5 separate regions of the Mus musculus genome follow, and regions 1, 2, 4 and 5 are each linked to region 3. The links are chromatin contacts, called in public HiCAR-type and promoter capture Hi-C maps. All regions are on one chromosome and are shown on one strand. Each heading gives the region's core, a stretch centred on a gene start, on an enhancer-like site or on the middle of the called end of the contact. The rest is flanking DNA. Distances are from core to core; before and after follow the strand shown. Region 1 holds the start of Zfp119b (zinc finger protein 119b). Region 2 overlaps Sh3gl1 (SH3-domain GRB2-like 1). Region 3 holds the start of Gpr108 (G protein-coupled receptor 108). Region 4 overlaps Pdzph1 (PDZ and pleckstrin homology domains 1). Region 5 holds the start of Hdgfl2 (HDGF like 2).

Region 1 (3,886 bases), core at 280-2,779, 1.3 Mb before region 3:
TGCCTAGACCATGACATAGGTACCATCTCCTTCTATGTTTATGCCAACCTCGTAAAAGGGTATTTCTAAGGAAAAGGCTGTAGCACTTTACATTTAACCTTTGAGAAGATGGAAGATGGCCTCACCTTAGCAGGAAATGACCTAACCTTGAGTAGAAAGCAACTGTGTAGTATGCTGCCATCTTGGCTAGTATGCTAAAATATCACAATGCAGAATTTGAGCTATAAATTCAACAAATGCCCAATAAAAAGTGTCACCATTTTTGATACCAAAGGAAACTGATGAAAATAAGTAACCAAGAATGAAAAAAATAATCAACACACAAAACTGGACATATACTAAACACAGCGATAACCTGACATCAAAACCTCAAACAGCTGCAATAAAGAAAGAAAATATAAACAGCAAGAAAAAAAAATAAGCAGACAGATAGACAAAAGATAGAAAATATTTCTTCCAAATAGGGAAGAGACAACTCCTTTGGCTGGGATACAGGTTTTCTTAATATAACCTTCCTTACCTTGTCTAAGTAGAGATTAAACAATTGGAGGCCTGCAAACTCAGGGGTTTTTTGTTATGTTTTTTCTGTTTGTTGTTGTTCTTTTGTTTGGTTTGGTTTTGGCTTTTTCAAGACAGGGATTCTCTGTGTAGCCCTGGCTGTCCTGGACCTCACTCTGTAGACCAGGCTGGCCTCGAACTCAGAAATCCACCTGCCTCTGCCTCCCAAGTGCTGGGATTAAAGGCGTGCGCCACCACTGCCTGACCAAACTCAGATCTAAGTATGTATCTTTTCTCTGTATTATCCCTTGTTTCCCTCCCCACCCAGTTCTCTCAGGGAACCGGAAAAACCTGCCTGCACAGTACTTCCTGGGAAAGAATAGAGATCAACAGAACATGAGAACAAACTTAGACAGAAAAAAAAAAAAATACACAAGTAAAATAGAGTAAATGTTGATGAAAGAGACCAGGAAACCCAGTGAGCCTGGCCTTACTAACACACGTTACTGGACGGTCAAGGCATCTACAAGTCTGTGTCGATGGCAAACACTTTGCATCTGCACAGAGCTAACTGCGGACGGATCCTACTCCTGAACATCAAGTGCCAAGTGCAGAACTTGTAGAAGACACCGGAGAAACTAGGGTTCTCCATGTCAGCATATCTGCCTTCCCTGGACACAGGAAAAGCAGCTGAGGCGCTCACTGCATGGTGACGTCAGCAACAAGGATGTTTTCACTCCAGGACCCGCGCCCCACACTCTGCGCAGGCGCAGCCCGGGATCGAAGTCAGACGTCGCGCTTCCGCTCCGGAGGTGCAGGGACCTCAGGTGAACAAACGCAATCACGCCGGGCGGCGAGTCTGACCGCCGGTTCCCGCACCCCGGGAGGAACCCAACACAGTCTCCCGCGGCTCCTCCCCGCGTGGGGACGGCGGCCCCGCTCACCATGGCGTGGAGACCGAGCTCGCCCCGCTCTCCTCACAGCTCCCGGCAGCGGGTGGCAGACCAGGACACAGAACCACAAGAGCCTCCCTCAGACCCGAGCCCGAACCTTTAGTATTAGGGAACGGAAGTGCTCTCCCCATTCTGGCTAGCGGATCCATGCGGCCGTGATTGGCTAGTGAGGAATGAGTGACAGCTCCCCTAGACACCGAGGGCTGTGAAGTGTCACAGCACAGTGGTTCCCAGTCCTGGTCTCCGCTCAGGCACAGAACTGTCCCAGACGCGGAGAGACAGGGACATATCGCCACAGAACTTGCGCCTGTTAGCGTACAGGCAGGTCCACAAACCTACTCTCGGGGACCTAGCAGAGACTTCTGTCATCAGATGCCATCATTTGCTGATGCCACCAGGCGCGCCCGGTCTGTTTCAGGATGAATGTATCCACCTAAGCCACCGGAGCTCTCTCCCTACTCAGCAGGCCGTCTCTCTGTTCCCCGTGTGCGCTTCTTTCTCTCTCTGTCTGTCATGTCCACTTCTCTGCCTCTGTCCCTTCCCCAGGACCTCAGTCCCCCAACCCCCACCCCCAATAAAGTTTTTTTACACCAGATGCATGGCGTAATTTCTCAGGACACACTTCGGCTCGATCTGCCAAAGCTACTTCACCTTACTATATAATGTTTCCTAACAGCAGGACTGCAGTCGTCCCTGCTCTGCTGCACCCAGGAGGCTATTTAATCTAGGCACAAGGTCTCTAGCATACACAGATCACTAAACAACCTCAAGTGGAGTGATCCACCTGCCTCACAGCCAAAAGGGCACCCAGACTATCCAGGTCAAATTTAAACCTCCTGGTTGATATTCACCGGGCATCAACCATTTTTTAAAAAGACTCATCTAAATTGCTCACACTTCTCTCAGTTAAACACTGGTAGCCAAAACACACATTCCCAGCCTTTAGTGGTTGCACTGGCTCATCATGCCAGCACTTGGGAAATGGAGTCAGGACATCAAAAGTTTAAGCCTAGTATAAAGAGTAGTTCCAGGACAGCCAGGGAGGGATACACAAAGCAATCCTGTCTCACAAAAAAAAAAAAAGTTTAAACCAGCTTGGTCTATGAACCCAAACACCAACTATTCTGGCCCCCAAAGGGGAGGTGACCAGGGTGAGAACCTGGGAGGAGAAGACAAAAATAGAAAGTTTGGGGTCACTATGTCTTGCATAACATGATGGCTCATGTTAAGCAAGTTTTTTCAGATGATATACAGCTCTGATACACTATAGGTGGAGAATGAGACAGTCAGCAGAAAGATAATTTAGCAATGTTGGCTAGAAGGACACAGGATAGATACCTCATAGTGAGCACACACTGGCCATGAGACTGATACCCATGAGACTGATAACTGAAGACCGTGGTTCCTTTGACTCCTTCAAGATGCTTGCCCAAGCACCAGACCAGACCTTCCCAAGTCTGCTCTTGGAGAGGTCACAAAAGCAATGATCCCTTGGTGCTTTCATCGGGGCATCTGAGAAAGCCTTGGATAGGCCTAGCTCCCCAAAGACCCACCTCCAACCTAAACAAAAACACATATGAAAATAGGAACCCAAGAATCAATTCATGGACAGCTAGTGCTGAGAAAGAAAGAGTAGGAGAGATTGGAGATGACAGCTACATGATAGGGAATAATAAACTACTAATGGCACCAAAAGTTGATTTTTTTTAAAACCATAATTGAAACACCTTTAGCTAAACTACCTTTTGAAAAAAGGCCGACACAAATTGCTAATTTCTCACATGCATTTAGAGTCAAGAGTGGTGGTCTGTTCTTGGAATCCCACCACATGGAATGGTGAGTCCGAAGCATCACAAGTTTAAGGCCTGGTATGACTACAGGCTGTGTTTACAAAATACTTGGTTAACTTAGCCAGACCCTTCCTCAAAATAACTTTTCTATTATGCTCAGTGGATTCTGGCCACACATGGGAGGGGCTCTAGAATGAGTGCCCGGGTTTTTTTGTTGTTGGTTTGTTTGTTTGTTTGTTTGTTTGTTTGTTTTTAATGAAAGTAGAGCTACTACAACCAACATACTGAAATAGGTGGATCAGAAGGGAATACTGTGAGAGGAACCAGGTAGTTTGCTCAGTAAGGAAGGACACTTGCAATCAAGTGTGATATCCTGAGGTCAATACACAGGAGAGAAGCCACTCCTCCAACTTGTCCTCTGACCTTTACATATGTGCTATGGTATGTTTGCTCACACATGTCTCAATGGCACAGATTCAGATTTTTGTTTTGTTTTGTTTTGTTTTGTTTGTTTTGTTTTCGAGACAGGGTTTCTCTGTATAGCCCTGGCTGTCCTGGAACTCACTTTGTAGACCAGGCTGGCCTTGAACTCAGAAATCCACCTGCCTCTGTCTCCCAAGTGCTGGGATTAAAGGCATGTGCCAC
Region 2 (3,636 bases), core at 495-2,994, 1.2 Mb before region 3:
ACACAACCCAAGCCTGGCCCCTCCCCTGTGTCAGCAAGTATATCACTAAGGATGTAATACTGCCCAGCTTCAGTCCAGAGTGACAGCAGTGCCAAAACCTTCCTGCCCTCAGTCTCAACTGCACAACATTATTATGTTTGGGTGACATCTATGCTTACTGCCCTCTTCTTCCCACATCTGAATTCCAGTGGCCATGTGCTCTGTGAGTCACTCATACCTTCCTACAGAGGCTGCCCATTACTGGCCTTGTCAGTTAGACAGCACTGTACATATTTGGGATGCTTGGGTGCTTGTCAAGACACTGGCTAGTTAGAGCCACCCTGTCTAGGTGTTGCTGGTCTTACAATAACTATTATTTTTGTCTGTAAGGTTCAAGAGGGAAAAGAGATGATTGACCTAAGCACAAACACAACCAGCAGGTCATAGGAGGTGCTAGGCCCGACTGGGAGGGAGGAGTGGGCACCTGTGTGGAAATAGCCAGACAAGAGGGATGCCAGTGGCCTGTCAGATGAGCAAGAGGAACCCGGCATGGGACATAGTCCCATTAAAACTGCCAACACGTTCCTCAGGAGAGCACATGAAATTAGTCTCAGAGGTGCCCTACCTTCCTGCAACCCATGCCCTTAGACACTGTGAGCTCCAGAGGCACTGCAGGAAGGAGTTAATGAGGATTATGCAGTGCAGGACACCCACAGGGTTAACCTGGTCAATGTGTTTTGTGCATAAACCTGGACATATTGCCAGCTTCCTGAATGAACATTCAGCAGTGCCTGTGACCAGTGATTTATTGTCAGTGCCCAGGGGACAAGTGTACAGAGCTGAAGGTTGGGTCTGCACAGCACAGGAAGTGCCTTCAGTCAGTAACAAGGGCAAGGGCTCAGAATACTGGCTTCCATTCTCTAAAGGCCCAGATACTGATCCTGGTCCTTAGATCTATGAGTGTGCCCTCGTTAGGAACTGTGGGATCCCTAAAGCAAAAAGGCCTATGACAGAGACTGAAACCTCCTAACTAAGCCAGAACAAACCTCTCTCGGCAAAACTGCCCCTCCCAGGCATGTTGTTACAGTGACTGAAAGCAGAGTGAAGATGACTTTCAGAGGCCAGGTCCCACTCAACACATCTCTCAAGTCACCAGTGCAGGACCCTTAATTTGGAACGACACTGGACTACTTCAGTCACAGCCAACAGCAGCACACCAGCATCCTGACAGAGCTCAGCTTCTGTGGCCTGTGAGGCTTATATTTCCTCATCCTGGGACACAAGTGCACATGAGCACCATACTCAGGGATCAGCCTGAAAAGCACACGCACTGACTGAAGCCTGGGAGTGTGGAGGCGTGGAAGCTTCGAGGCCGCGGGGTCACTTGGTGAGAGGCTTGGGGAGCTGGGACCAGAAGCAGCATGGCAGCCTTTGATCCCACTAGGAACACAGGCCCAGGTGCCAGCTCTGTTGAGAGTGCAGACCCTGGGATGGCAGATGAGCTAGGAAGTATAGAGGCTGAGTGGCAAGAGTTCAAGTGATGGCCTTAGCTTCAGATTCATGGTGATCCCCCTGCCTCTGTCTCCTGAGTGCCAGGACCCATGCTTAGGCCAGCAGCCCTGGTTCTCAGAGAACAGGACTGACCATAGGCCTGGGAGCCTCCCAAGCTTTTTGTGGTTCGCCAGCTTGGGCAACACAACAGGGTGGCTGAAATATCACCCTCCCCAAGGGTTCAAACACACAGCAACAGTGGCTCTGGGCCTGGACAGGGTCACACCGATGGAATAACCTGGTTATTTTCCAGGCTAGGATCACAGATACCGATATGGTCACAGCAAGCAGGCAGGGCTCTCAGCCAGGGCACCTGCCCAAGGGTCAGCCACATGATGACCATGTACTGCCCCACTGCAAAAACAGCGAGACTTAGAGGTATCGTACCCCTCTGCTAGGACAAATGACAGATGAAATGGTGACAGCATCTGAGTTCACAGACAGCTCATTCACAAAGCAGATTTCCAACCACCACATATGGATAACTGGGTCATCATCTGCCACCTCCTGCTGACAGTGCCCCATGCCATCTCAAGGTCCCTAACTAACAGGACTTATTCTAGATGTCATCAGAAACAGCTTGTGCCTTACACTGAGGAAGGGAGGTGGCCCCTGTATCGTACAATCCTGGAGTACATGGGCCAAGTACAGCTTGCCACTCTGCTGGCTCTGAAGAACAGAGGCAGCGCTAGCTGTTAGTGTGCATGAGCACAGGCATAGCCTGTTACCCTGGAGAGGGTGGAATGGAGCCTCTCTGCAAGGGCCTCAGAGAGCATCTCTACTCACAGCTGGCTGAGCCCTAGCAGCAGCGGCATCACATACTGTCCTGCTGACAGCCAGCAGGACTGGACTGCAGTTGATTCCTGCTGGCCATGGTGATGTCTGGACACTCCTTAAGACAGTTGCCAGCAGAAGCCACTGACTGCCAACCCTTCCTCCAGGCCCTACAACCTCACTCCAAATCCTCAGGTCTTCAGTTGTCTTCAGACTCAGTCTCAAACCTGCAGAACCCTAATTTCCCTGAGACCATGGGGAAGCTGTGGTGTTAGACACCAGGGAGTTAAGATGAAACTGCCAAGGGCCAGGTGACTCCCAGAGGTGGTGTGGGGACAACACTGTTCCTATGATGATCCTTTTACTGTTACACAAGGCCAGGGGAAACTCCTGGGTGGGCATGAGTGAGCTTTGCACAGTTCTCCAACCTGCCACACTGGGACACCCACTGTGAACCAGAGAATTTACTCTTCACTCTCTCCCTAGGGTATCTGAAACTCCACTTACCTAATCATGGCACACAAAAACACCAAGACTCCCCTCCTACCTTTTGTTCCAGAGTTATGGTGATGGAGCCAGAGCCCCTGCCCATACAGGGAGGGGGCTTTACCCCTAGGCTACGCCCCCAGCCCCTCACTGGGGACTTTGGGGGCAGGGGCTCTGCCACTATGTCACACCCTGGAAGAATCCATTAAAGGCAGATTTAAAATGGAGCTTTAGGCTAGACATGGTGGTGAACAGCTGTGACCTCAGGACTTGGGAAGCTGGAATAGGACTGTGAATTCAAGTTAGGATGGATTAGAGTAAGACTGTCTGAAAAGGAAATAACTAAAACACTTCCTGTGAAGAGTAGTCAGGCTATGGAGTGAACAGGCAGCTGGTGAGGCTCCTGAGCTCCTGCACAGGTCCATATGAGTGCTGGTGGGCAAGCTGGGGAACGGCAACTGGAGTCACACTCAGTGCTGGGATAGGGGATGAGGGTGTGGGAGTGGTGGGTGCTGAGGAGTGGCTCCCAGACAGAATGGGAGGTCAGGAGGGACCTAAAAGACAAGGTGGTTCCAGATACTCCATAGGGAGTGGCAGGTAGTGTAACTACATGCAAGTGCATGAGATGCAGCCAATGCCGCCTGGACAAAGAAGTGAAGTAGGTCTCTGGGCTAGAGGTGATCCAACTCATGGAGACCTGAGCCAGGGTGTGTGGAGACTGCTGCTTCCCAGCAGGGTGGCCTAGCTCCTCCGGGGAGAAAGGCAGCCTGGCTGTTCCCAGTCTGCTCTGTCAGCTCTGGGTCACAGTTGGTGCTGTGACACTCTGTAGTCTCCTATGGCCTAGCC
Region 3 (3,800 bases), core at 1,196-3,695:
CCCCAACACCACGCCCATTCTCCCTCATCCCTCCCGATGCTCTCCACTCACCGAGTAGGAGCGGACACTGCCAGACCGAACTCTGCTCAAGCTGAACCCCACCTGATGGAAAAAGAGGAGAAGGGAAGGGCTCCCAAACTGTCCTCAGCAGCAGAAGAAACGAAGCCTCGTTCTGCTCTGCTCCAAGACAGGGACTAGCCAGGTCGCCCTGGGTGGTAAGGTACTCACCATATTGTCCAGGTTGGAGTTGAACTTTCAAACTTGCAGCAACCCTACTGCTGCCTCAGCATGCAGCACCGCTACTGGCTCATCTCACAGGTACTGAACACCCACTATGTGCTAGCTTCTCAATGTCCTGCCCCATCCTGGACCCACAACGCTCATGCAGAATGCACTTCCTGATTGGTTTGACCCACCTAAAAGGTTAATGGTGCTGGGCAGAACAGAGCACGCTTGCAATTCCAAGGGCTCTGGACTTGAGGCAGAAGGGGCTTGACTTTGAGACTAACTATATGAGACCCTGTCATAAGAGAAGCTGTCAGGAGAGGCTGCTTGCCAGGCGCAGGAGTGCACGCCTTTTAATCCCAGCACTGTGACGGTGGATCTGTGAGCTCAAGGTCTACATATTGAGTTCCAAGACCCTGTCTTGAACATTACCTCTCTGCCAAAAAAACCACAAGGCCACTCCCAATGGGTCATTTATATCACACCTCTTCACCCAAGGCTCAGGGAATGAAACTGAGGAGGAGGAGGAGGAGGAGGAGGAAAAGGAAGAGAAAGAGGAAGAGGAAGAGTCAAGACTGTAAAGGCAGAGGCTGAGGAGGGCAAGAGGGGAACATTGTCCTCTGAACACAGCAGACTGTTGCTTATGAACTCACAGCAGCTGTGGTTGCCCACACAGGATCGAGTCAGTCAACATTCCAGCATGGAGGGAAGAGGGGTGTTTGAACCCCTACACCTAACTGGGGAGCTGTGGACAGCTAGCTGATAGATGCTGAGTGAGTGAGGGTGTGGCCCCAGGAGAAACAAACAAACAAACAAACAAGAGCACCGGCCTTAGATCCCAGCACTTGGGAGACAGAGGTTGGCAGATCTCTGAGTCTGTGGCCAGCCTGGTCTACACAGAGTTCCTGGCTATCTGGGGCTACATAGTGAGGCCATATCTTTTTTTTTTTTTTTTTTTTTTTTAAAGGACATGAGATTGGGAGGAGTTTGGGAAGGTGGGAATGGATTTTGGAGGAGTTAGGGGGAGAAGCGTGTATGATTAAAATGCATTATATACATGCATATATGTTACATATATACTGGCTGGCTAATTTCTGATCCTCCTGCCTAAGCCAGCAGGGACACTAAGATGACAAATCTGTACCCTCAAACCCAGACTGCATGAGACACTGTATTCATTCTTAGGTGACAGGTGGGGAAGGCTATGAGACTGGCCACAGATCACACCGGTGAGGGACAGAGCTAAGACAGAATCCCAGAACTTGCACACTGAGTCCTCCCATGAGCCCCCTCACCTTTGGCAACTTCTTTTCTGTCTCCTGGAGGCTGAGTCGCAGTAAGCTCAGCTCTACTTCCAGGGAACCATTGGTGTAGAATCCGAAGCTGTTCAGTTGGATGTCAGCTCGCTTCTCCCCCTGCAGGAAACCAAAGACACAGTGGCACAAGGGCACTCTCCCCACCAAGTCCAGCACGACGGCGTGTTTCCCTGAGCGTCTCTATACATTTTTATTCAGGACAGGAGCATGTGAGAAAGCCTTCCTGGGTACATCGTATTGGTGCTGGTGACATTTTCCTACTTCAGTCCGAGGCAGCTAGAGGGTGGGGTTGTGTGTCCATGGGGTGAAACCCTGGCAACCCCATGACAGTCCCCATATAGACGTGCACCACCCCGAGAGCGGGCTACATAGGCTGGTGTGACTAGTTTCGACTTTCCAGAAAAGTTTTCGATTCTATCTGGGCTAAATTTTGAAAGTAGTCTCCTGTCACTCCCCTAAGTGAATTCCAGGAAGATCCTACCAGGTGGTACCCCTTCCTCCCAGGTCCTATGGTTGTTACCAAGTGTTCCCTGAAAGTTTAAGCGCCAGGAGTCAGGGGTCCCAGGAGATGAAGCCCCGCCCTCTAAGCCAGGCCAACCCATTACGAGCACCGGGCGGGGAGACCCCGGGACGAGACCACTAGCGGCCTGCAGTGGGGGGTGCGGCTGCTCCATCCACCGGCGGAGCTATGGGGGGAGACAACGAGGCCAAGCCTGCGGGGCTCACTGTGAGAGTCAGCCGGTGGATACGGCCTGAGCAGCCGCTCAGCGTCAGCACCAGCAGCGACAAGTATCCCCATCGGCACTGCGTTGGGCTCTCGCCGCTGAGCCCCCTCCTCTCGCTCACTGCCATCTCTGGGGCTGCGACTGCCCCCCGAACACAGCCTCTGACGCCTGATAAGGCCTACCCACTTTTCAGCCAATAGTCGCACGACGTGGTCTAGTCACCCAATTAGCAACTGAGATTCTTTTGATTGTCAGAAGGCCTCCCAAATGGGCGTGCTTATCCTTTTCAGCCCCGGCTTTCATACTCTCCAATCGCTAAACAGATTGTCCCGGATGTAGTTTGAGGAACAGGACGATTCACCAATGATCCAGGAACCCATATCCGTCCCTTAAAGCGGAATTCCTTCAGCAACTCTTAACGGTCCAAGACTACATTACCCAGAATATAGAGGGAGCAGATCCGTGCAACGAAGCATGCATAAACTACATTTCCCAGTATTCCCAAGGACGCACTTCCTCTCCCACCCCTCACTTCCCCGATACCCTGCTCCCGGCCAGAAGTGGAGACTTAGTCAACGTACGCGTCTATGAGCTTACCTTGTTTCAACTTTGCTGGGCCACCGAAAAGCCTAAAATTCTTCGCACTATGCTGATCTCTAATCCTCGGCTGAATGCCGCTGTAGGTCCTACCTGAAGACTCCGCCCTAGGCGTAACCTTGCAGCAGCTGAGTTCCCTACTTCAAACTGAAACATAGGCTCCTCAATTCCTACTGAGTCCTCAGATCTGGAAGAGTCCCAGCTGCTGGATCCTAGTTGTAGCTTGCAACTCTTAATTAGATTGCTGACCCTGGCGCGAAGCTTCCCACCGTAGTGTGATACCTTTTTCGTCACTGGGACTCTGAGTCCTTCTCCACCCTCCTCCACCATCCCTCTACCCCACTTTACATCTCAGAGCTTAGCCCACAAGCCACCAGCAGGTGGGGCCAAGGCCTATTGGAGCCTCAGTTCCAGCACTGGCTCCAGGGCGTCTTTCCTCAGAAGTCTAGACTGCTCTTCTAGCTGCAACACAATGGTGTTTTGACACTTGCGTAGCGGCGGAGAAAGCACCTACAGCCAGGGAGAGTGGGGTGGGAGCCAACAGGGCCTCTTCCCTTTTATCCGGGAGCCTTAAGGGGGTTTACAAGGCGTGAAAGGACTTTTATGATTGGGAGGACCCGAAATCCTAAGCCCCAGGGTCCCAGAATCTAGAGGCAGTTCTGATTTGGGCCTTACATACTGAATGAGGCTGGAAAATGTGTAGTCAAGTGCAAGTGCGCGGTGCTGTGCGTGCATGCGTGTGTGTGTGTGTGTGTGTGAGTGTGTGCCTAGCCCAGAACGGTGCCCAAAGGACAACCTGTCCTCTGTTTCTCAGAGGAGACTCTGGCGGGAAGGAAGAGAAGTCAGGATGCGGTGGTGTTGGGGGGTGCTAATGGACCTGGCCTTGGCTGGATGTGCATCCTGGGCAAGATCGAAGTCATCCCATCTCTGTGGCCGG
Region 4 (3,801 bases), core at 824-3,323, 1.6 Mb after region 3:
CTTAATATGAGCTTTATTTATGAACATTTGGGAAAGTATTATTAATGCCAACTTTTCTATCAGAAAAACAAGACATGAAAAGAAACCTGTATCACACAATGTACCTTATAATTGCGTGACATCTCTAGAGAGCACCTACACTATGGATTCCAGGCTTACTGTGTGTCAGGTCCCCTTCTAAGTTGTTTCCATTCATTCACTGAGTTGACAAATGCTCCTGAAACAATTATCTTTATCATCTCCTAAAATGCATCAGAAGTAGTACAAAAACACTAAAGAATAGCTTTTCTATAAAGTACAATATTTTAGCATACTATGATATTAATGTAAAACTAAAATAACATTACAATTAAACTGTTTTGATTTTGTTTATTTTATAGTTCTTTCTCAAAATTTTCTCATCATTATTCATATCTGTTTTATCACCTCTGCATGGAGATGCAACTTACACAACATGACTTCACCCATTATATAGTTATATGGACATATAACTCTTTAGTAAACTTACGAAGATAAGAAACCACCATTGTAATTCAGTTTCAGAACACTCGCATTAACGTCCAAGTTTCCTTTCAGTTGATTTCCCATTAGTAGATACCATTTCCAAATCACAGATAAACAGACTTTTTTGGTCGTTACACATCCAATATTCCTGGATGTTTAATATTAGTACAACTATATAACTTGTGATTTTTTTCCTCTTAGTGTAATATCTTGAAATGACTAAATTGAAGCAGGAACTAGCACTTCATTCTTTTTAAAGACTGGATGATAGTCTATTGTAGGAGAGGTCACATTTTGTTTCTCCATGCATAAGTTGACAGATTTTTTTTTTCTGGTGTGGGGCTATTTTGAGTAGCACTTCTGTGCATATTTATATGCATGCCTTTGGCATAGAGGTGAATAAGCACAAGGGTATTCTTCAACATGAGGCATTACCTCATGCTTCTGTGGCACCTTCAAGGACTATGCTGTAATCTTCATAGCACCATTTTAGAGGAAGACTATTAGGTCCAGTCCTAGTATTACAGGGATGGCATAGAAGCAGAATATTACCCCTGTCTTCCATCAGTGGCTTTCCACACTGCATCTGTCAAATGTCTGCCTTCATGGATCACTGGGATATGAGAGACTGTTGGCTTTTGGAATCAATATTCAGTGCATGTGTTATTCAACACTTTGGTTACATAGTTGCATTTCCAGGCACATTTTAATGTTGAATTAGAAATAGAAATGAAATCTAAGGATCTTTGGTGTTCATTTGCTGAAAGCAAATACCCAGGGGGTCTGCCTTTGTGTGGACCTATTTTACAGACAAGGGGATTCTGGCCTTCATGTCAGTGTTGCTTGATTACTCAGGGAATGTCAGCATCCTTCCATATCCTTTGATGTAGGAGAACTCAACAGAGTTTACTCACAGCACACTATACAATCAGGATGAGAGCCTCTAGTCATTTAAGAGGTCTTCCCTGCTTGCTCAAGTCACATTTTAATGAGAAAAATGAACAACTTAATGGATTGGATTTTAACACCAGGGCTACTTTCTCTTTAGGCTATGCATCATGGCCAAGATTTCATTTTTAATAATCTCAGCTGTTGTATTCTGTCCCCCACCGATGAGCCTTCTGTGTCCCTGGAAGCAGCTGCAGTGACACTTTGATCATGGGGCATCGCAGCAGATGTGGCTTCTCCTGCAGCTGAGCTTTCTGTGCCTAGTCTTTTACCTCTATTTCACTGGTACAAGAACATTAAGTCCCTCTCTTGGTGAGATCCAGATGTTGAAAGAGAGACCCCACTCACTCTAATCCTAAAACTGCTGTGGCACTGCTCTCACTAATCAAATGGTTTCTAGAAGTGAAGAACAATTAAAATCCAGCTTGTCTTTTACTGTCAAGTCTGAAAACTGAATTCCTTAAGCAAAATTCAGTCTTTTAGCTTGACAATGACTATTACATGGTCTTTGTTTAATCCCTTCCCTACAGCTCCACCAAAAGTCCCTCTGAGCTCAGATGCAATGAAAAATTCTTCAAGGCTGCATTCGCCACAACTTTCTGTTCTTTTGTCCAAGGCACAGAAATCCTCTGACAGGGCTTTCTATTCCTGAGCCAGTTCACAGGTTCAGCTGCTGCCTGTGTGCAGGATTGATTAAAATAGCACGGTTGCTGAGGGGATTTAAATAGGAATTGTTTAGTGATGTCCAAAGGCTATAGACTAAGAATAAAGGAACTTGGGCTGTTTGTGCCAGAGGTCCTTGGTTAATGTTGGTGTTTTCTCTCATGGAAATAATATTTTTTACAGAACTAATTCCAAAGGCCAGGCTGTTGAGAAAAGAGAAACACCAAACTTTAATGAGGACAAGACCCAACTTAGAGTGAACACACTTGTAAAATAGATTTTTTTTAATGCAGAAGAACAAAGACAAGAACATTTGTGTGTTTGTGAGATCCTCTGTTAAAATAAATATACCTACAGATGCCTTTGAGTTTTTTGTTTGGTCAAAACTTTGGTTTGAAAGTGATAAAAATTTGGAGTTGCCAGTTCCGAGTCTTTAAAAAAAGCCAATCAAACAAACAAACAAATAAAACACACACACACAAACAAAAACTGAGAACACTGTGTGTATGTTTTATTTTGTCTGGAGGTAGAGCCCTGAAAAATCCAAAGACTTGTAAGGAGGCAGGGAAAGGCATCTTTAAACATGAGGAAAAAAATCATACTGTGTGAAGAAAACAAGAGCCAAGACAAATCTAGACAGAAAGAAAGCTGGTGTTAAAGGGAAACATCTCAGGAAAGGGTGAATAAAATGGAGAGCCAAGAAGATACAACACTGGAGAGCTGCAGCAAAGCTGAGGGGTGCCCTTCGGAGCTTTGTTAATGACACTGAGACCCTTTTTCTCTGGGTGACACTTTGAAGCACCTTCTCCCTGCCAGCAACTAAAACCCCCACTCCTTGATGGCCATGAGAAGATGCGAATGACCAACCATGCCCTTGGATCAGGAGAGCAGTAAAGGGTGTGGTGAGACAGAAGGAGGGGGTGAGGAACGATTTCATTGCTATACTTATTGCCATCATTGTGTCGTGGACAAAGAGAAGTTCTGATTCTTGAGGAACTATAAACTCCTCCCGACATTATTTAATAATATTTGTGTATCTATGCATTTATTTATTTATTTATTTACTTGAAACCAGAAAGTTAAATGGGCATGAAAATCACACCCTTGTTTATGAGTAATGAATTTCCCACTTGAAGCTTCGTGACTTTTGTTCTCTGGAAACAAAACAAAACAAACCCAGGAAGGTCATTTGACTGCCTCTGAATTGGCAGCCACACACCGTTTCAACAGAAGTGCACCCACCCAGAAGGTCGTTCACCTTTGCCCAGAGCTATGGCTCTTTCCCTGTTTTTTACAAAAATCCCTGGCTGCAGATGTGACATCAGCAGAGACAACTGGCTGCAAACTGAGAATTTTGTGCTGCCTTTTTCAGTTTGCCTGAAGTTGGAAATCAGGTTTTCAGTGTGATTAAATATAGGCTGACTGCACCATGTAGCTTCCTGGCAGCAGCAAGATTCCAGACCCCAGGAGGCCCTGGGAGACCTTGCAGGGAAATGAGCTTGTCATTGGACAAATCCTGATGCTGTGCCCAGAGAGACAGGTTTCTTCTGGAAAGTTAGCCAAAGGGAGGTTTGGCAACAGTATTTGAGTTGGAGCTACCCAAGCTCTAGAGCTTTGAAGAGAAATTTATGTTCTCAATTGAATTGCTCATTTGTTACCATTTTTCTTGGCTCTTAAATTGCCCTT
Region 5 (3,765 bases), core at 893-3,392, 1.2 Mb before region 3:
TGAGTCCACATAAAGTGGAAGCTCCAGGAACCCCAAGGACCAGACACAGTCCAAGATACGGAAGTCACGTGCTGGTGAGACGGCTCAGTGGGGTAGGAGCACTTGACTGCTCTCCCGAAGGTCCTGAATTCAAATCCCAGCAACCACATGGTGGCTCACAACCACCCGTAATGAGATCTGATGCCCTCTTCTGGCATGTTTGAACACAGCTACAGTGTACTTATGTATAATAATAAATCTTTAAAAAAAAACTTTAAAAAGATAGGGAAGTCACTAACCCTTCCTGGCCCCATTGGACATGGTTCATTATGGACCCTATTTTACAGCTAGGGAAATTGAGACACTTGGTATCCAATGTATTTTTTACTCAGCATGGAATAGTTTGTGACATTAAGTACAGTAGGTAATCAACACTGTCAATAAGAGAAATAAGCATCATGGGAATGGGGCTTAGAGAAAAGCTCATCTTCTCTAGCATGCAAAACACCCAGATTCCATCCCCACCACCACATAAGCCTTTGGGAAATAAAGTCAGGAGATCAAAAGTTCAAATTTAGCCTTGGGTACATAGCTATTCAGAAAGTAGTCTGGGCTAAGACCCAGTCATAAAAATAAACAACTACTAAGATCAGTATACATTTAAGTAAAGTAAATATGGCTAGTGAAATGGCTCATCGAGTGAATTACTTTCCCCGTAAGCCTCAGGTGAAAAAAAAATGAGTGGTGGGCTCCACAAAGCTGTCCTCTGATTTCTACACACGCTGTAGCATGTGCGTGCATGCCCACACATAGCACGCAGATTTGTTTTGTTTTGTTTTGTTTTTGTTTTTCGAGGCAGGGTTTCTCTGTATAGCCTTGGCTGTCCTGGAACTCACTCTGTAGACCGGGCTGGCTTCGAACTCAGAAATCTGCCTGCCTCTGCCTCCCAAGTGCTGGGATTAAAGGCGTGAGCCACCACTGCCCGGCAGCACACAGATTTTTAAGGCAGGGCACGGTGGCACACATGTTTGATCCAGAGCTGGGGAGACAGAGGCAAGAGTACATCTGTGAGTTCGAAGCCAGTCTGGTCTATATAAGGAGTTGTCCCCACCCCCCACTCACCAGTGAGGACAGCAGAGTGAGACCCTGTCTCCAAATAAAATTAAGAATAATTAAAATGGCTGGGCAGTGATGGCGCACGCCTTTAATCCCAGCACTTGGGAGGCAGAGGCAGGCGGATTTCTGAGGTCCAGGCCAGCCTGGTCCACAGAGTGAGTTCCAGGACAGCCAGGGCTACACAGAGAAACCCTGTCTCAAAAAAACAACAACAAAAAGAATAATTAAAATGCAAAATGTCAAAGTATAAAGGTGCTGTAAGTATAAAGTGAAAATATGTAATGTATTATAGACAACAAAAAAAGAAAAAAATTTTAAATAATGAAAGTAAACAAGTGAGCTCTGTCCCGCCCCCTTCTCAGCCCTGACCTTTCTTGATCACCGCCCCTTCCTCTGCCAACTCCTGGCGGGAGTTTGCTGAGTTCTGTGGAACTTGTCTTCATGTCCAGCCATTGGTCGAGCTATAGCCAATGGGCTTCATAGTTGCACTGATGCCCTTTTGGAAGGCTGTCGTTAATCCGTCTTCTACGCTGATTGGTTGTTTATATTTCGTCTGGCCGAGTCCAAAGGCCTGTTCAGTACTGTTATGTATGTTCCGGCCTCGCTAGGCCCCGCCCCATCACTGCTTGTCATTAGTTTCAGTCTTCCTTTCACCCACAGGCCACTGCCTCATGCAGCTCTTAAGCCACGCCCCTGTCAAGCCCCTGTCCGTTTTGCGTCTAATTCGTCTAATGCCCTTCACCCCGCCCCACATCCTGACTGCGAGCCACGCCCCTGAGCGATCCCCAACCTAAGCCCCGCCCATCATTCCTCTCTAGGCTCCACCCAGTAGCCGCTTAAACCTTTCGTCTTTTACCTCCGACACCCTCCGCCCCACCCACTGGCTCCTAGTCCACGCCCTTGGCTTCTGCTCCGTTATCCAATCCCGTTAACTAGCTCTGATCCAACCCCTCCCTTTATTGGCCCGCGCGCGTCTCTGTGGTCATGAGCGACGGCGACGGCGGCCCCTAGCCAAGGGAGGGCGGGACTTCCGGTCGTGCTGAACCCAATAAGTAGACGCCGGCCGGCGGCCCGTGCGGACGCCTCCGCCCCTCAGGCGTCCGACTCCCGCCTCTGACTTCGCCTCTCACCGCCGTTGCTGCTTCCCGCGGCCTGGGCCTCCGCCGACAGCATGCCGCACGCCTTCAAGCCCGGGGACTTGGTGTTTGCCAAGATGAAGGGCTACCCGCACTGGCCGGCCCGGGTGAGGCCGCGCGTGGAGTGGACGGGCCCGGCGGAGTTGGCGGCCCCGAGCAGAGGGGCCGCGGGCGGGCGGGCGGGCGGGCGCGCGCGGGGAGGCTGGAATGGAGGCTGAGGAGAGGTTGGGGCTGCTGGCTCAGGTGACTGCACTGTGGTTTTCTGGAGTTGAGGAATCTCCTTCCTCCGGGACCACAGTGCCTGGGGTCTGGTGCGTCTTCGGGGAGGTCCCTGGTCTGAGGGACTTGTGTTCCGCTGTTCCGGATCCTGGCTCTGACCCGTGGTCCTTTGGAATTGAGGTGTGGCAATGTTTTGGTCTGAGTAACCTGCATGGTGAGGTCCTGAGTCTCAGAGACCCACAGTCCTGCAGAGAACGGCCGTGGTGCTAGCCTTGACCTCCTCCGGAACCTGTGTCACTTGGTTTGGTGTCCAGGGCCTGAGAGACCAATGTACCAGAGGTCAGAAATGCGTTTAGGGGATCCCAGGGTCGTGGAGCCTGAGGGATGTAGTGGGGCTCAAAGGGTACATGGGCACGTTGGGATTGGAGTGGAAGGGTCAAATGATGGGAAGAGTCTCTTCCAGAGAGGCTGCGCGTGATGGATGGGGGAGCGGGATACAGCGGAAGGAAAGGGACCTTATCTCTATGACCTAAATGAGGGCAAGGGTTGGAAGAAAGCTTTTCTGGGGACCTGGAGTCCGGCCCTTAAAGGGATTCAGTGGGCTGTATGTAGCTTACCTGAGAACAGGCAGCTTCAAGCTGGAGGTAGGAGGCTTTGAGGTTTCCTGTTTGAGAAAGCTGGAGTCAAGCAGTGTAGATTTTTAGAGCCTGGGTGCGCAGGTGGTAGAATTCTGGCCCTGGCAAAAATTGGCACATACACGGAGACCCAAAGGCTTCTGCTGCCCCCAGGACTTGGGACAGAGATCACTCCAGGGCTGAAGTTAGCTGCATCCATGTGTCAGGACTGAAGGAATTTTTGTTGTGCAGATGGTGGCTAGCGTTGCAAGTCCTGGTGCACATGTTCAGTTGCATAGAAACAGAGTTTTGTTGCCTCTAGGTCTTAGTACAGAGGCTAGATTGGCTGTGTCTGCATGGGGGTGGGAATGGAAGACCATACGGCAGGGAGTTACCATGGGGATGCCAAAGAGCAAGCTCAACAGGAACCAGCCCAGGAGGTAACTCCTAGAGGTCAGGACCAGAGGGCCCCATAAGTTCCTGAGGTGTGGGACCGTTGGGAGAAGCAGCCTGGCAGGGCTCGGCAGGGCAGGTTTGAGGATGCTTCTGCATCTGGTATCCTGCATCCAGCCACCAGGGACCAGAGTTTGAGGAGCAGGCTAGGGAGGATCCAGCCATCCCCCGGCGTTGATGAGGTGGGTGGCTAAACACTGGGAAATCCCACTGTGAGTGGGGTGACTGGGGAGCAAAACTTTACATTG

What was found. Promoter capture Hi-C pulls out the DNA fragments that hold promoters and counts their contacts. HiCAR-type assays count read pairs that join an accessible place to other places. Capture Hi-C pulls out chosen DNA fragments and counts their contacts.
Region 1: a promoter capture Hi-C map of adipose tissue shows a contact between it and region 3, with 2.8 times the contacts expected there. The contact joins the promoter of Zfp119b here to the promoter of Gpr108 in region 3. A contact is called at or near these places in 3 of 39 promoter capture datasets (embryonic stem cells, liver and pre-B cells), 6 of 484 Hi-C or Micro-C datasets (brain, cardiomyocytes, cerebral cortex and 3 more), 2 of 115 datasets of contacts at active chromatin or transcription factors (astrocytes and extraembryonic endoderm stem cells) and 2 of 9 other capture datasets (adipose tissue and liver).
Region 2: a contact with region 3 is called in a promoter capture Hi-C map of liver, with 4 times the contacts expected there. The contact joins the enhancer-like site here to the promoter of Gpr108 in region 3. A contact is called at or near these places in 4 of 39 promoter capture datasets (the 3T3-L1 cell line, cranial neural crest, liver and 1 more), 2 of 484 Hi-C or Micro-C datasets (B cells and cerebellum), 3 of 115 datasets of contacts at active chromatin or transcription factors (bone marrow-derived macrophages, cardiomyocytes and pancreatic cancer cells) and 2 of 9 other capture datasets (liver and macrophages).
Region 4: a HiCAR-type map of astrocytes shows a contact between it and region 3, with 2.7 times the contacts expected there. The contact joins the enhancer-like site here to the promoter of Gpr108 in region 3. A contact is called at or near these places in 6 of 39 promoter capture datasets (the C10 cell line, cranial neural crest, embryonic stem cells and 3 more), 3 of 484 Hi-C or Micro-C datasets (cortical neurons and palatal mesenchyme), 4 of 115 datasets of contacts at active chromatin or transcription factors (astrocytes, embryonic forebrain, forebrain and 1 more) and 1 of 9 other capture datasets (embryonic stem cells).
Region 5: a HiCAR-type map of Th17 cells shows a contact between it and region 3, with 2.9 times the contacts expected there. The contact joins the promoter of Hdgfl2 here to the promoter of Gpr108 in region 3. A contact is called at or near these places in 5 of 39 promoter capture datasets (the HPC-7 cell line, cranial neural crest, liver and 1 more), 10 of 484 Hi-C or Micro-C datasets (B cells, CD4 T cells, LSK cells and 7 more), 1 of 115 datasets of contacts at active chromatin or transcription factors (Th17 cells) and 2 of 9 other capture datasets (adipose tissue and liver).

What each region holds. Positions count from the first base shown.
Region 1 is chr17:55,943,730-55,947,615 of GRCm38.p6, forward strand. Zfp119b (zinc finger protein 119b) reads right to left here and starts at 1,530. Exons shown (of 4, transcript NM_146249.4): 1 at 1,443-1,530. The coding sequence starts at 1,445.
Region 2 is chr17:56,026,332-56,029,967 of GRCm38.p6, forward strand. All of the region lies in intron 1 of Sh3gl1 (SH3-domain GRB2-like 1), which reads right to left. Among named protein-coding and RNA genes, the nearest start is that of Sh3gl1, 8.5 kb to the right of the region's middle. Within about 2 kb of position 1,745, at least 48 of the 459 cell types and tissues checked have an H3K27ac peak or open chromatin away from gene starts, as enhancers often do. A contact at or near this core is called in cerebellum and liver, where this site is marked.
Region 3 is chr17:57,245,244-57,249,043 of GRCm38.p6, forward strand. It overlaps Gpr108 (G protein-coupled receptor 108), which reads right to left and starts at 2,446. Exons shown (of 17, transcript NM_030084.4): 1 at 2,268-2,446; 2 at 1,521-1,640; 3 at 52-102. The coding sequence starts at 2,393. It also overlaps a transcript of Trip10 not described here.
Region 4 is chr17:58,888,373-58,892,173 of GRCm38.p6, forward strand. The region is part of intron 8 of Pdzph1 (PDZ and pleckstrin homology domains 1); the gene reads right to left. Among named protein-coding and RNA genes, the nearest start is that of Gm33751, 54 kb to the right of the region's middle. Within about 2 kb of position 2,074, at least 15 of the 459 cell types and tissues checked have an H3K27ac peak or open chromatin away from gene starts, as enhancers often do. A contact at or near this core is called in astrocytes, where this site is marked.
Region 5 is chr17:56,077,489-56,081,253 of GRCm38.p6, forward strand. Hdgfl2 (HDGF like 2) reads left to right here and starts at 2,143. Exons shown (of 16, transcript NM_008233.4): 1 at 2,143-2,338. The coding sequence starts at 2,267. It also overlaps a transcript of Ubxn6 not described here.